2 separate regions of the Sus scrofa genome follow, and region 2 is linked to region 1. A link is a contact called in public Hi-C data. All regions are on one chromosome and are shown on one strand. Each heading gives the region's core, a stretch centred on a gene start, on an enhancer-like site or on the middle of the called end of the contact. The rest is flanking DNA. Distances are from core to core; before and after follow the strand shown. Region 1 holds the start of SHPK (sedoheptulokinase). Region 2 holds the start of TXNDC17 (thioredoxin domain-containing protein 17).

Evidence for each region. A called contact is a pair of places that touch in the nucleus more often than the background predicts.
Region 2: a Hi-C map of liver shows a contact between it and region 1, with 5 times the contacts expected there. The contact joins the promoter of TXNDC17 here to the promoter of SHPK in region 1. A contact is called at or near these places in 1 of 5 promoter capture datasets (liver) and 1 of 47 Hi-C or Micro-C datasets (liver).

What each region holds. Positions count from the first base shown.
Region 1 is chr12:49,729,640-49,736,763 of Sscrofa11.1, reverse strand. It overlaps SHPK (sedoheptulokinase), which reads left to right and starts at 4,445. Exons shown (of 7, transcript XM_005669118.3): 1 at 4,445-4,725. The coding sequence starts at 4,558. It overlaps CTNS (cystinosin), which reads right to left and starts at 6,023. Exons shown (of 12, transcript XM_021067682.1): 1 at 5,581-6,023; 2 at 3,954-5,094; 3 at 1,048-1,127. The coding sequence starts at 1,108.
Region 2 is chr12:50,734,062-50,740,867 of Sscrofa11.1, reverse strand. It overlaps TXNDC17 (thioredoxin domain-containing protein 17), which reads left to right and starts at 3,559. Exons shown (of 4, transcript XM_003131877.4): 1 at 3,559-4,019; 2 at 4,581-4,662; 3 at 5,061-5,136; 4 at 6,018-6,199. The coding sequence starts at 3,875. The coding sequence ends at 6,086. It overlaps KIAA0753 (protein moonraker), which reads right to left and starts at 3,710. Exons shown (of 19, transcript XM_003131876.4): 1 at 3,428-3,710. MED31 (mediator of RNA polymerase II transcription subunit 31) reads right to left here. Exons shown (of 4, transcript XM_003358216.4): 4 at 6,399-6,806.

The DNA.
Region 1 (7,124 bases), core at 3,196-5,695:
CTGCAAGGGTGTGCCCTGTTTGCGCCAGGTTCACCTGGAAACTTTAGCCACGGGTTTTAAGATGTATTTTGTTGTTTTTTTTCTTTTCACAGCCACACCTGTAGCATACGGAAGTTCCCAGGCAAGGGGGCCAATCAAATGGGAGCTACAGCGGAGACCTAAGCCTCAGCCATGGCAACACTAGATCCGAGGCGCATCCATGACCTCACCTAAACTTGGGGCAAGGCCATACCCTGAGTGAGGCGAGGGACTGAACCTACATCCTCAGAGAGACAACCTTGGGTTAACTCGCTGAGCCACCATGGGAACTCCCGTATTTGATTTTTGACGACAGTCAAGCCGATGATCAAGATCCTGGGTCTGGTGTCCTTTGGAGGCTCTACACAGCTTTTCGTGGAAGGAATTTCGGCAACGTTTGGGCAATGGAGAATTGATGGAATGACACAGAACTTCAAGGGCCTGCTCTGAAGTCAAGCCTTCCAAGGATGCCCAAACGCTGACATGTTTTTCAACAACCAGCTTGGATTCCACGAGGCCCCTACCCCTTCTGCGCCCTGTTCCTCAGTCCCTCTCTAGGGGAAGGGCTTTTTCATCTTACCAGGGGATGTTGGGCAGGCTCCTCAGGACTCTGTGCCTAGCAAACCAGGTGCAACAAGGTAGCCACCTTGCCTGCTTCTGCAGCATCTCCCAGGACCCATAACTCCCTCTTTGCAATTCACAGGGCAGGGCCATAAGTGCTTCTTTACAGCTATTATCCCAGATTTTTGGAGCTCCATTGTTTGATACTGGTGGTACAGAAAAGGCAATAGGAGACACCCCCCCACCACCACCACCATCCTGGGCAGAAGGCCAATTATTTGTGGAACCATCTGGCTCCTGGCAAAACTCCTGGACTCCAGACCTTGGTCTGCTCCACTACCTGGCCACCTGGGCAGGGGCAGGTGGACACATGCAGTCTGAATGGGCCTAAATCTTTGGTTGCAAAAACATCGGGCTACTTACTCCATTTCCCTCTTGACACAGCTGATAACACGTTTGTAAACTTACCACATTTCTCTATAAGCTTCAGGGGGGACAGGATAAAAATAACCAGCCACTTCCTTATCATGTTCCTCGATTTCAAAGAACTAGGATGAAAAACGAACAGCAAGAGAAGTTCAGGTTAAAGTCAGATCAGCTCAGCAACAAGTGGACACTATGTCATCAGGAACCATGGCACAGACAGTTCATAAAGGACTTTCACTTTACCCTGTGACCTCATGGCCTCTGCATCACCAGCTTGGAGAAGGGGACCCCGGGGAGGGCTTACCTTTCTCAGAAATGTGGGGAAATGGGCTCAGAGAGGCTAAGTGGGTTGGTTAAGGTTCCACTCTGAGGAAGTGAGCAAATGCTGAATTTCTCCCTCTTCAACTGCTTTGTGCAACCTAGTGAACAGAACGAAAGCATGCAGCCTTATTGGCTGGGTTTTTTTTTTTTTTTTTTCAAAAGATATTAAACCTGTGGACAGATATTTGACTCTGTGAACCCACTAACCTTGAGGAAATGAACTGCATTCCCTATCCTGGGACCAGCATCAGTGGGTTAATGCTATCAACTGACCCTTGAGTCAAACTTTTTCATTTTCCAAGCGTCACCTCTCCCAGACTGGCAAGGATCTCTCATGATGGGACCCAGTGAGGGACAAGCCCCAGATCAGCCATGGAGTGGCTTAGTGGTTAAGGGTGGGAGATGGTTACCGGGTGCTTAAAGGTACAGGTGAACCACAGGTCAAGATGGGGCAGGTGAGCGAAATATCTGCCACTTAGTTTCTTTCTGCTGCCTCAGGGTTCAGTGCTCAGACTCTGCAACCTCTTTATAGCCTCTGCGGATGCCTGCAAATTGTGAGAGGGTAGGAGAGGTCTGTGTGGAAATTTCTTTGCTCCTGCTCTGGTTTCAGCTTCCCCCAAAGACCTCAAAAGGTATCCTGATACTCCCCTCCCTCAAAAACAAACAAACAAACAAACAAACACACACACACAAAAACAAAACAAAACAAAAAAATCCCTCTGAGTTCCTACTGTGGGTTAAGAATCCAACTGCAGAAGCTTCGGTTGCTGCAGAGGTGGGGGTTCAATTCCCAGCCCCGGCAGTGAGTTAAAGGATCTGGTGCAGCTGTGGCCTGGATCCAGTCCCTGGACAGGGAAATGTCCATATGCCACAGTGCAGCCAATTAGAGTCTCCCTCATTGCTGCGTCCTGCCTGACCTCCACTCCCCTCGTCTCAACCTAGGGGCCTCTCTGCCTGCTACAGCTCCCCCGGATCAATGGGTCTTAGGAACTTTCCCACCTGCTGGCCCCCGTTACCTCCTCCTTGGCCTCCTCTGGAGGCCTTGCCCTTGGCAAGGGATCCTCAGCCTCTCTGCCCCTCTGCTTTCTGTACCCTGACTTTTGGGAAGTTGCTCTCCTGTGTACGGGGAATGACCTCCCTCTCATTCTTGCTACTCTCGGCTCTTCACACTTGAGGATGTATGTCCTCAAGCTTAGGATTCAGTTCCTTCCCCAGGGCAGAATCTGGGTTTTCCCTGAGAATTCAGATGCAGAATCAAGCCCAACCGGTTCCTCTCTCATTCCACAGGAGTGGAATGTGGGCTGAGGAACTCAAACACGTGGACGGCAAAAGTTCCCCGGCCCCGAAGGCTGACGCACCTTGGAGGAAAACCATCATGACAGGTAGAAAGATATTGAGAGATATATGGTTTGATTAAAATGTTAGGAAAAGATTAGGTTAATAATTCTACACAAAAACTGGAGTTCCCTCGTGGCTCAGCGGGTTAAGGATCCGGTGTTGTCACTACTTCGGTCTCTGGTTACAGCTGTGGCGTGGGTTTGATCCCCGGCTGAGGAACTTCTGTATGCCGCTGGCACACTAGCCTCTGTGAACGCTACAGGTAGAAATGGAGAATTTCACCACGATGGGCTGAGTCTGGCATATTGCTCTTCTAGCCTCACTCAGATGCCACCTCTTTCAAGAAGCCTCCCATTGCCAATCCCCTCCCAGGGGGCAACCTGTGGCAGCTGCACTTAGTCAGGTATCTGGTTAATTCTGTCACCTGTTCTACAATCTGGACCTCCCTGGATCTTCTCTTGGAGAAATTAATACAAACAGTGGCAAAGAGTGTGCCCCTTGGAGACAGACTTCACAGGTTTGAACCTGAGCTCCCCGTTTATTAGCTGTGTGGCTCTGGGTGCTACTTAACCTCCTCAAGCTTCAATTTCCTAAAGTGAAAACATGGGCAGTGGGAACTAAGTCATAGGGCTTATATGAGATGAAACATTAAGCACGGTTTGTGGCCTTTTAATCAGAAGTATTAAAACTTCAAGGGGGTGGGTGTTGGTAAGGAAAAAAAGTTGAGAAACAATAAAGTAAATACAGCTGGTGCCCAGGGCGCCTAGCAAGCTCTCACAAAGCCCGGGCTGTTGTTTTCTTCAATGTTGTTGAAAAAGGCTGGGCCCAGTCGTCCTCCCTTTCTCTATCCTGAAAGCCCCGGAGGGCGGGGCCGGATCTCATCCTGCCCACTCCCCTGGGGCCAGGCTGGCACTTGAGCACCCTAAAAGGAGTTCGAAGTGGTCTTTTCAGCGTCTCACATCCGCAGAGCAATCTGCAAACTCCCAGACCCAGATTCAGGAGGCAACTAAGCAAAAGGCGGGGAAAGGGGCGCTAACCTGCACTGTAGAGCCTCCCAAAGCACCTCGGCAGCCTAGTGTCCCTGCCTCCACTCGCTACCACCCGAGCCCTTCAATCTGGGGGCTCTCCGCGAGGCCGGGGCTGGCGGCAAGAGACAGAACCCGGCGCAGCTAAGAGAGGCTGGAAGCGCGGCAGGCTGTCCAACTGGCTTGCTGTGCGAGTCTCTGGACCTCAGGGGGTGCGCCTGAGAAATGAGGGGGAGAGGCTTTCGGGGCCGCGCAGGCTCTCACCTGAGGTCCTCTAGCTTCAGAGGACCGGTTGCACTGGACGCAGGAGCGGCTCTCGACGGTACCCGCCTCTCTCCGCCGGCTTGACTTAACTGTGGGGCGGGCCAGAAGTCACCTGACCCGAGCCACCTGATTCACGGAGGCCAGATCTCGGCGCGATGCACCCTGGGAGCTGTAGTTTTTCCGCGTCTCAGAGGGACAATTAGGGGTTGGAGCGAAGCGGAGGGGCGCAGGCAACTCGGCAGGGATGGGGACTCGGGTATGTGAGAGGGTTTAGTCAGCAATAGGGCCACAGAGGCTCTCTCATCCCCCAGCGCCTCTCGGTATCCCGAAGAACTTTGTTGAGCGAGGACAAAGCTTCACTCCAATTCGCAAATCTTGCTCTGCGGGGCGGGGCCCCTAGGTCCCGCCCTCCACCACGGCTCCGCCTATAGCAGGGGACGGTCACGCGGGGCGCGCGACTCAACCTTCCTCAACCAATGGGGAGACGAATTCGCCCGTGTCCAGCGTGTCTGGAAAGAGTGGCAGGCGAGGCTCCGCCTTGGCTCCCTGGTCCTGGGCGAAGTGTGCGGGAGAGGGCGCCTCGGCCCCAGACGCAAGCGCTGCCATGGCTGCTCGATCTGTCACTCTGGGCATCGACTTGGGCACCACATCTGTGAAGGCGGCCTTGGTGGAAGCCTCACCGGGTGACCCTTCCGGGTTCGTGGTACTGGCGAGCTGTGCACGAGCTGCGCAGGCCGAGACGGCGGCCCAGAGCGCGGCGGCCGGGTCCCAGGTGAGGCAGCGTCCTGGAGTCGCGCCGCCTCCAGGAGCCTCCACTCTTCCTCCTCAAACAAGTCTCCCTGACAGCTCCAGCCTGCCTGATCTCTGCCTGCCTGCTGCAACTCCCTCCATTAGGTTTCCTCTCAGGAAATTTCCCACCTCCTGGCACCGATCTTCCCGACTCTCCGGCCTTCTCGAGGAGCCTTGCCCTTGGCTCTCTATGTATATCCCCTTGCTCTCTGCACTCTTACCTTGTGTACCTTGACCTGCAGGTAGTTGCTCTCTTATACATGGAGAGATCTCAGGTCTCCTTATTTTTGTGGCTCTCTGCCCCGCACATTTGCCAGTGTCCTCGATTCTCTAGGGCAAGGTCTGCTTTTTCCTTGAGAAATCAGATGTAGAATCAGATGTAGCCTGCCCCTTTCTCAACCAGATGTAACCTGCCCCAGTCCCAGAAGAGGTCTGTGAGTGGAGGGACTCAAACACTTGGACAGCAAAAGTGCCCCAGCCCCAAAGGCTGATACACCTTTGGAGGAAAGACATCAGGACAGATAGAAAGACATTGAGAGAGATCTTGATTAAAATATTAGAAAAAGTCAGAGTTCCCATTGTGTCTCAGCGGTAACGAGTCCTACTAGTATCCATAGAATGTGGGTTTAATCCCTGGCCTGGCTCAGTGGGTTAAGGATCCGGTGTTGCTGTGAGCTGTGGTGTAGGCCAGGAGCTGCTGCTTGAACTCCAGCCCTAGGCTGGTAACTTCCATGTGCCAAGGGTTCAGCCCTAAAAAAAAAAAAACAAGAAAAGAAAAGAAAAAACAATTAGAAAAAGTTCAAATTGTTAAAGCTACAAGATAGAAACAAAATCTCACCTCCGTGTGTTCAGCTGAGGCATATGGGTTCCGAAAGGATGTCAATCCCCAAAGCTGGGTTCCATTAACTCCCAGAGAAACGTAGCTTATGTTCAGATCATTGACACTAGAAATTAACATCAAGGAACTTTGTGTGTAACCTCACGAATTTTTTTTTTCCTCCTGGATCTCAGCTTGTTCTCAGAGTTGAAATAAGTGACCTTTATGGTCCCTTCCAGCCACAAATCTCAATTTTCTGAGCCAAGCTTCACTCCTAAGAGCTTTGTTGTTCATAAGCTCTTGCCACATACCTGGACTCCGTTCTACAGGGTTCAGAGTCCATCCTGCTCAGAAGCATTTTAGAGGACAAAGATTTCAGGAACACTTTGCATTTTCATAGGACCTTTCAAAATTAGTTTGGTTGGGGGCATCAGGGTATTTTAGAATGATTATCTCATTTTATGGACTATGAAATGGAGGGAAAATCAGCTCTGACCCTGTGGATGTGAGTGGCAGAGCTGGGATTCTAGGGGGTGAGTTTAGGCAGTGCCCTTTTCTCTTGAAGTAGGGCCACTTTATGAACACTTTCCCCACTCCCCCAGCTTTTAACAGGCTGTTCTTTGCTTACAGGCACACCCAGGGCTCCGCACCTGCCTAGGGAGGGGTTTAGGGTAATAACTCCCCTTGCATCCTCGTGTGTGTTGTGATCTGGGACAAATGCATTGCTGTAATTTCATTTGTAGCAGGATTTCTCAACTTTGGCACTGTTGATATTTTGGGTTGAATGATTCTTTGTTGTGGGGGGGGGGCTGTCCTGTGCATTGTAGGATGTTGAGCAGAATCCCTGGCCTCTAACCAACTGCATGCCAGTAGACTCTTCCCCCCTAATTGTGACGCCCCAAAACTGTCTCCATATTTCCAAAGGCTCCCTGGGGAACAAAAATCACCCCTGGGGTAAAACTACTGAACTGTAGAAATACCTGGTGGCTCTGTTCTTTCCTCATGTCCATCCTTCTCACTCTTTAGAAGTATGGTGCACTCCACGACACTTTGGGGATCGTGTTCGGCCCTGTGGGAAAGATCAGCCTATTATCTGTTTGCAATTGTAAAATATCAGGATCCAGCTGTGGCAACACTGCGCTGGGTTGGGGATCGAACAGGAGCCCCTGGCAGCAACCTGTGCCACTGCCATCCGATCCTTAACCCACAGCGCCACAGCAGGCACTCCTTAAAATATTAGGACTTTTGAGGGAAGCTCCGTGACGCTTTCTGAGTTGTTAATTTTTCCTTTTGTGGCCTCAATTTCCCCATCTGTAAGAAAGGTTGTCGGGGAGGAGGGTTGAATGTTTTCTGAGTTCTTTTTTCAAATCAGAAGTTTAGGATTTGATCTAGATGTAGAATCCTCAATATTCTGAACTAAGGAATGGGGGCAGCGCCTTTCCTGTTACATCGTGAGGGTACCCATTGTCCGCCCAATAATTTATTCCTCCATCACACTCATCGCTAAAACTTGAACTCATTGCCCTTCACTGACTGCCTCCTTGTCTTCATTCCCATCTGACCTG
Region 2 (6,806 bases), core at 2,310-4,809, 1.0 Mb before region 1:
CATCTGGCTCCGCCCCACCAGCCCCAGGACACTTCCACCTCCCGCCTCCCCCGCTGAAGCCCCGGGGCCCTCTATGGACTGTCTCCTCGGCATTCTGAGGCCCGAGACGGCAGCATTCGATCCTTCTTCTGCACACCCAGTCACCCACACTGCGGCAGCCCCACGCCCTGACATGGGAACACCGACAGTTGCAAGCATCCCCAAAGACACAGCCTCAGACATGGCTCCACTGGGTCTCCTTCTCCACAGACCTGCGACACCTTCAGAGGCTGTCTCCCCATCCAGAGGTCCTGGAGCCCTGGCAGGAGCGGGCATCTCAGAAACCTCTCTCCTTCCCCATATACCTGAGCTATCCCCAGAGCCAGCAGCACCCACCAGCGGCCCAGGGGCCCCAGGAGCAGCGGGCACTCCCACCGCCAGGGAAACGCTAGCAGCTGCCGGCATCTCAGCAATCTGTCTTTTTCCCAATAAGCTCAAGAGACCCCCAGAGAGTGTCTCTCCTTGCTCAGGCCCAGGCACCCCCAGGGCTGTGCGCAGGCCCACAGCCATGGATGTTCCTACAGTCTGTTTCCCTCCCACCAAGCCTGAGATGCCCCCGAGGCCCAGATTTTCCCTCATGGGCCCAGGCACCCTGGCAGTGGCAGGCATCCCCATCCTGGTGGGATCCTTGGCATCTGTAGGTCTCCACACTGTCTCTCTCCCTCCCCACAGGCCTGCAACACCTTCGGAACCAGCATCTTCTTGTGCAGGCCTAGGCGCCCAGGCAGCTGTGGACACCCCTGCGGTCACAGGTACTCCTGCCATCTTCTTCCTTCCTGGCAGGTGGGCGAAACCCCCAGAGCCAGTCTCCACCCCTAGAGGACCAGGCACCCTAGGAGCCACGGCGGGCACCTCAGCAGCTGCAGGAACCCTGGCACTCTGTCTCCGTCCCCAAGATGTTGGGATACACTCAGAGCCAGTCTCCTCTCCCACAAGTCCAGGTAACTCAGGAGCCACAGAACCGGGAACCCCCACGGCCTGTCTCCTTCCCCATGATCCTCGGAAAGGCTCAGAACCAGGGTCCTCTCCCACAGGCCACACCTCCTCCGGAGCCACAGGTACCCCTGAAGCCACGGGTATCCTGGCAGGATGAGCCCTGCCCCACAGGTTCATGTCATCCCTGGAGCTGCTTTCCTGACACACAGAGCCAGACACCCACACAGCAGCAGGCACCCTGGCAGGTATGCTTCCAGACCTAGGCGCACCCACAGCTGTGGGCACCCCTGCCGGCGCACACCTGTGCTTGGACACACCTGCTGCCTCTGGCATCCCCACTGTCTCAGGTGACCCCTCAGCCTGTCTCCTCCTGCTCAGACATGAGGCGTCCCCACAGCCGGGCTCTTGATCCACAGACCCAGGTCTCCCTAAAGCTGCAGGCACCAGAGCCGCTTGCTCCCCCATCACCTGACTCCTTTCCCACAGACTCAGGACATTCCCACCGCACATCTCATCCCGGACAACCCCTGGCACTGCATCAGCCACAGGCACCCCCCGAGCCCGCTGCCTAGCCCACAGGCCTGGGACACCACCGAAGCTGGTTGGTTCTTCCACAGCTCCCGGAAGCCCCGCAGCCTGGGACACCCCCACAGGCTGTTCGGTTCCCCAGGCCCTAGGTACTCCCATCACCTGTCCTATATTCATTGGAGCACCCCCGGAACCTGCCTCCTGCTCATCAGGACCAGATACCTCTGCAGTCTGTGTAGCTTCCCATGACCCTGAGTTGCCTCCAGAGCCTGTCTCTACCCACAGAGCCTGTCCCCTTTCCTTGAATCCTGGATCACCCCCATATCTCGCTCCCTCTTCAATAACACAAGGTACCCCTACAGGCTGTCCAGCGCCCCACAGGCCAGGGAGACCCCCAGGGCCTGTCTCCTCTACCGCTTGTCTCCTCCACCATAGGGCTGGGGCACCCACAGAGATAGTTTCCTCCGGTGCAGCCCTGAGGACCCCCATGGCCTCGGGCACCGCGGCAGCCTGCACCCTTCTCCATAAGCCTGGGGTATCCCCGCAGACTGCCTCCTGTGCCAGAGCCCCAGGCACCTGCACTGACTGCTCTCTCCCCCACAGACCCAGAGCGCCCCCATAGCCTAGCTCTCCTTCCACAGACCTGGGTACCTCCACAGCCTTGGGCCACCCCATGGCCCCAGGCACTCCCACAGTCAGTCCTTTTCCCCGAGAGCCTGGGGCAACCCCATAGTCTATCCCTTCTTTGGCCCCAGGTACCCCCACAGCTTGTCCCCTCCCTGGCAGGTTTGGGGCAATCCCAGAACTGGCCTCCATAGCGCCAGGCAAAGCCACAGAGGGTATCCTCACAGGCTGGCCCTGCCCACACACGACTGCAGCCCTCTCACAGCCTGCCCCCAGGCCCAGAGCTATAGCTATTCCTGAGTCCCCGGGGGCTGCCCTACCCTGCCCTTTCACCCAGGGTCCTGTGAGACCACCACGGCTGGTTTCCACCCAGGAAGCCCGGCCAGGAATCCCCCTTTCAAGCAACCCCTCTCCTGCAGGCACAGGATGGAGTTCGACTCTGCTTCCTTCCCCACATCCCGAAGCTGCCCTCATGGCCTGCACCTTCAACCATAGCTCCAGAATGCTCTCGTGCCCCATAGATCCCGGGCGACCTTTTCTCTCACAGCCCCGAGGGCTCCTATAAACCGACTCTTCCTCCTCCCCACTGCCAGTCACCCACACAGAGCCGACAGGCCCCACCACCTGGGGTATCCCTACAGCCCCGTTCACCCATACAGTCCCAGGGTCCCTTGCAGCCTCCATAGAGCCTGCAGTGCCAGGTGTCCCCGCAACCTCGTTCGCCCCGGCGGCCTGGGCTGTCCCCGCTGCTTGTCTTCTCCCCCACTGTCCCCGGCAGTCCTGCAGCCTTTCTGCACTCACACAGCGCGTTTGCCGCACGGAGGACCTCGCCCAGCGCTTCGCTCCACGGCCTCCAGTGGTCCTTGAACCCCATCTCTTCCCCCACGGCCTCCGGACTCCACGCCCAGACCTGCTGGGCCCCACGCAGCGGCCCGGCGTTTCTGCGGCTGGCTCGCCCCCGCGCAGCCCCCGCAGGGCCCCCTGGCCAGCCATCCCGCTCATAGCTCCAGGACGACTCACGCCTTCCCAAGGCAGCTCTGGGGCACTTCCTGTCTTGGCACCAGCTCCCAAGGCGGCTCCCCACACGCACTCACACTCAGCTCTAACCCTCGCAGCCTTCCTCCCTCACAGCCCCCTGCCCCCGCCCTGTCCCGGACGCCCGACTAAAGCCTCAGTAGAAGAAACGAAAATTAGAGCCGACGAGCGGCAGGATCTGCCCCGGGCCCAGGTCTCCTCTTCCCTACGTCTCTGACTCCTAACGCAGCTTCCCAGAATCCCCCCAGCTCTGGCCCGAGCCCACCTGGCCTGGGGCTCGGCGCGGCTACCGGGAAGCGGGCAGGGGGGGCCGCTATTAGGCCTAGCTTCCGGCCGCTCGCCCAGTCGCCATGGCAACAGGCGCAGGGTGGCTTGGGAGCCGTTAAGGCTCCGGAGCCACCTAAGGGTCCAGGGGCAGCGCGGCGGCAGGTTTTGCAGCCACCGCACATGGGGCTAGGGCCGGGACTGGGACCATACTGGGGCAGAATCCGGGGGCTGTGGGCGCAGCCAGCACGGAAAGACCTGAGACGTGAGAGCAGAAAGATGGTGACGAGTTAGGGCCATCGGAGGCACCCGTAGCACCTCAGAGCCTGGCTGGCTCCCTCAAGTCCCCGCCCACCCGGAAACAGCTTCGCTCCGCCCCGCAGGGGATCGGTCCCAGCTGCGGCGTGCGGCCCAAGACACCTCCCGCGGTCCCAGGCCCGCTTTCCCGATGGCCCGCTACGAGGAGGTGAGCGTGTCCGGCTACGAAGAGTTCATACAGGCTGTGAAGCAGCACAATGGCAAGACCATTTTCGCCTACTTTTCCGGTTCTAAGGACGCCGAAGGGAAAAGCTGGTGCCCCGACTGCGTGCAGGGTGAGGCCGGGATTCGGGTCTCCTGCCTAGAGGACCTGGCAGGAAAGCTGAGGCTGTGGCCATTGAGCAGGGTGGAGAAGCGGAGGGAGTCTTGCTCCCGAGTCCCGCAGAGCGATCTGAGCTGTCTTTTGTCTTTTCCAACCCTGTACCCGACTCTCCTATTAAGTCCTTTCCCACCCCGCCAAGAGTGCTCTTCTACCATTCCACTCAGGTAATCTTAGAATCTAGTCCTTTGGAACTTTTAACTTCCTTGATTAGTGTCTTACAGGAGACACGAGGTGGTTTCTTTTGGATGTCAACAAATATGTCTTTCGTTTTTCTGGGCTCCGTGGTGTGGGGACAAATCAGGACTTAAGAGTTGGTCCTTGCTCTTTTAAAGTGGCTCTCAAATCAGAAAACAGCACCTGACTTCTGTTAACCTCCTCAGTTAACTGCAGGTTAAAGTCTGAGTACTTACCAAGCCTGAGGGGAGAGGCGAGAGGGGCACTGTTTATCAGTGCTGATTGTACTGTTGGTGTGTAATTATTTTAATTTTTACCAACTTTTTTTTTTCTTTTAAAGCTGAACCAGTTGTACGAGAGGGGCTGAAGCATACTGTTGAAGGATGTGTGTTCATCTACTGCCAAGTAGGAGAAAGACTTTAGTAAGTGGCCACATGTACTCTATTTCCCAGACCTAGGTAGGAACGGCTTTGGGACTCAGACTCTGAGTTCTAAGGTATAGTCGGATAAGTCAAGCAATCAGAATATATAAAATACAAATTAAAAATCTGAGTGATCATCCAGTTGTATTAGGTAGGGGTAATTCAATGAATTTGCCGTGATGTTCCTTTGGAACTTAATTGTCTTTACATTTATATTTTAGTATATACTCACGTGAAAACTTTGCACAGGGGAGTAAATCATAGAGTCAAGGTCTTTAAAATGTTCACAACAAAAACAATGATTACTAGAAGACTAAATGTAAGAATACATCAAATATTTAGCAGACTGTAAGAAACCAAGTAAATTTTTCATGATCACTTTTCTTTTTTTGAAATAGTTGGAAAGATCCAAATAATGACTTCAGGAAAAAGTTGAAATTAACCGCAGTGCCTACACTACTTAAATATGGAACAGTGAGTATCTTTCTTTAACTGTGCTGGGGATACAATTCACCCTATCAACTCTTTTAACTTGTTCTGGATTCAAATTTGAAAAGACCTTGACATTTCATCCCAAATATCATATTGCTCTTTAGCATGGATTCATAGCACAAAAGCTGTCTATCCCTATGGCCAGTCCCAATAAATTATTAATAATGCAAATATTAGCTCTTTCAGTGCTTTCTTAAAAGCCATTCTTTTTTGTTTGTTTGGCTGGGGTTTTGTTTTTGTTTTTGCATTTTAGTGCTGCACCTGTGGCATATGGGAAGCTCCCAGGCTGGGGATCGAAACGGAGCTACAGCTGCCAGCCACAGCCATGCCAGATCCAAGTCACATTGGATTTCTACACCACAGCTCACAGCAATGCCAGATCCTTAACCAACTGAATGAGGCCAGGGATCGAACCTACATCCTCATGGATCCTAGTCAGGTTTGTTAACCGCTGAGCCACGAAGGGAACTCCCAAGCCATTCTTATTTTTAAATTCGGTAGGCACTGCTGAACAAAGTTGGTTAACATATAATCCCTTAAAAGAGTGCCATCAATGTTGCTTTCTCTTTAATCCATAATTCTTGATGAAAGGGCACCTCTAGTTAAGTCATGACCCTGGAATTCTGAATTGAAGAATTAAGGGAAAGGGGGGACACTGGGCTTGCTGTCTCCTGTTTTAGTCCAGGGAGCCAAGAATTTTAATGATTTACCTTAAAGCAAATACCTTAACTATTTCATAAAATGTGTTACAACTAGTTGATAATTTCTGTTCCAAGATCTGTGTCATTCAAGGCAGAACTCATTCCCCTCCTAATAACATTTTTGTAGTGATGGGTTAAAATAAGACTGTTCTTCTTTTACAGCCTCAAAAACTGGTAGAATCTGAGTGTCTTCAGACCAACCTCGTGGAGATGTTGTTCTCTGAAGAGTAAGATTTGATGATGGCAATTGTGTCTTGATTTCCTGATTTGCTCTAGTATAAAAGAAACTGCACACTTGCTTTGAATTCATGTTAGCAATAAATAAATGATGATTAAAAGAAAAACTGTGTATGTCTAAATAATAGAGAGTACAATTAAAATGCTCATGAACCCTTAGTCTGCTTTAATATATGGATATGTTTGAACTAAGGATAAACTAAGTCTTCAGGAGTAGCAGTAGTAGCCCAAAGGGGAGGATATTATTGGAGATGGGCAGAAATATCTAAAAGCCGCTGATAGTGAAGAAGATAGTTTCCAGACTTCTAAAGAAGTTAGGATCTTTTACTTTAAATTCCATGAACTTACAAAAGAACTGTTATCCTAAAACATCTTTGGCTTTAGAATGTAGAACTTAATCTAACCACTGAAGGATAGCAAGGCACATCTAATCCAGCCCCTGCTTTTGTTTTACAGCTGTCTGATTGTGCGGGATGAGGCAGGTGGCGGAGAGGTCAGAAGCCATACAACCTAGTGGTGGGAGGCCATATAACCTAGCCTTTTAGCCAGTCTCACTGACTATCACCTACTAGCTGTGTAACCACAGGCAAGGTTCCTAACTTGTCTACACCTAAGTGTTCTCCTTTATGAACAAGGACTGTTCTAAGGATAAAATGAGAATGCAACTAAGCACTTAACATAGTGCCTGGTTTGTGGTATCTGCCAAAAAAAAAA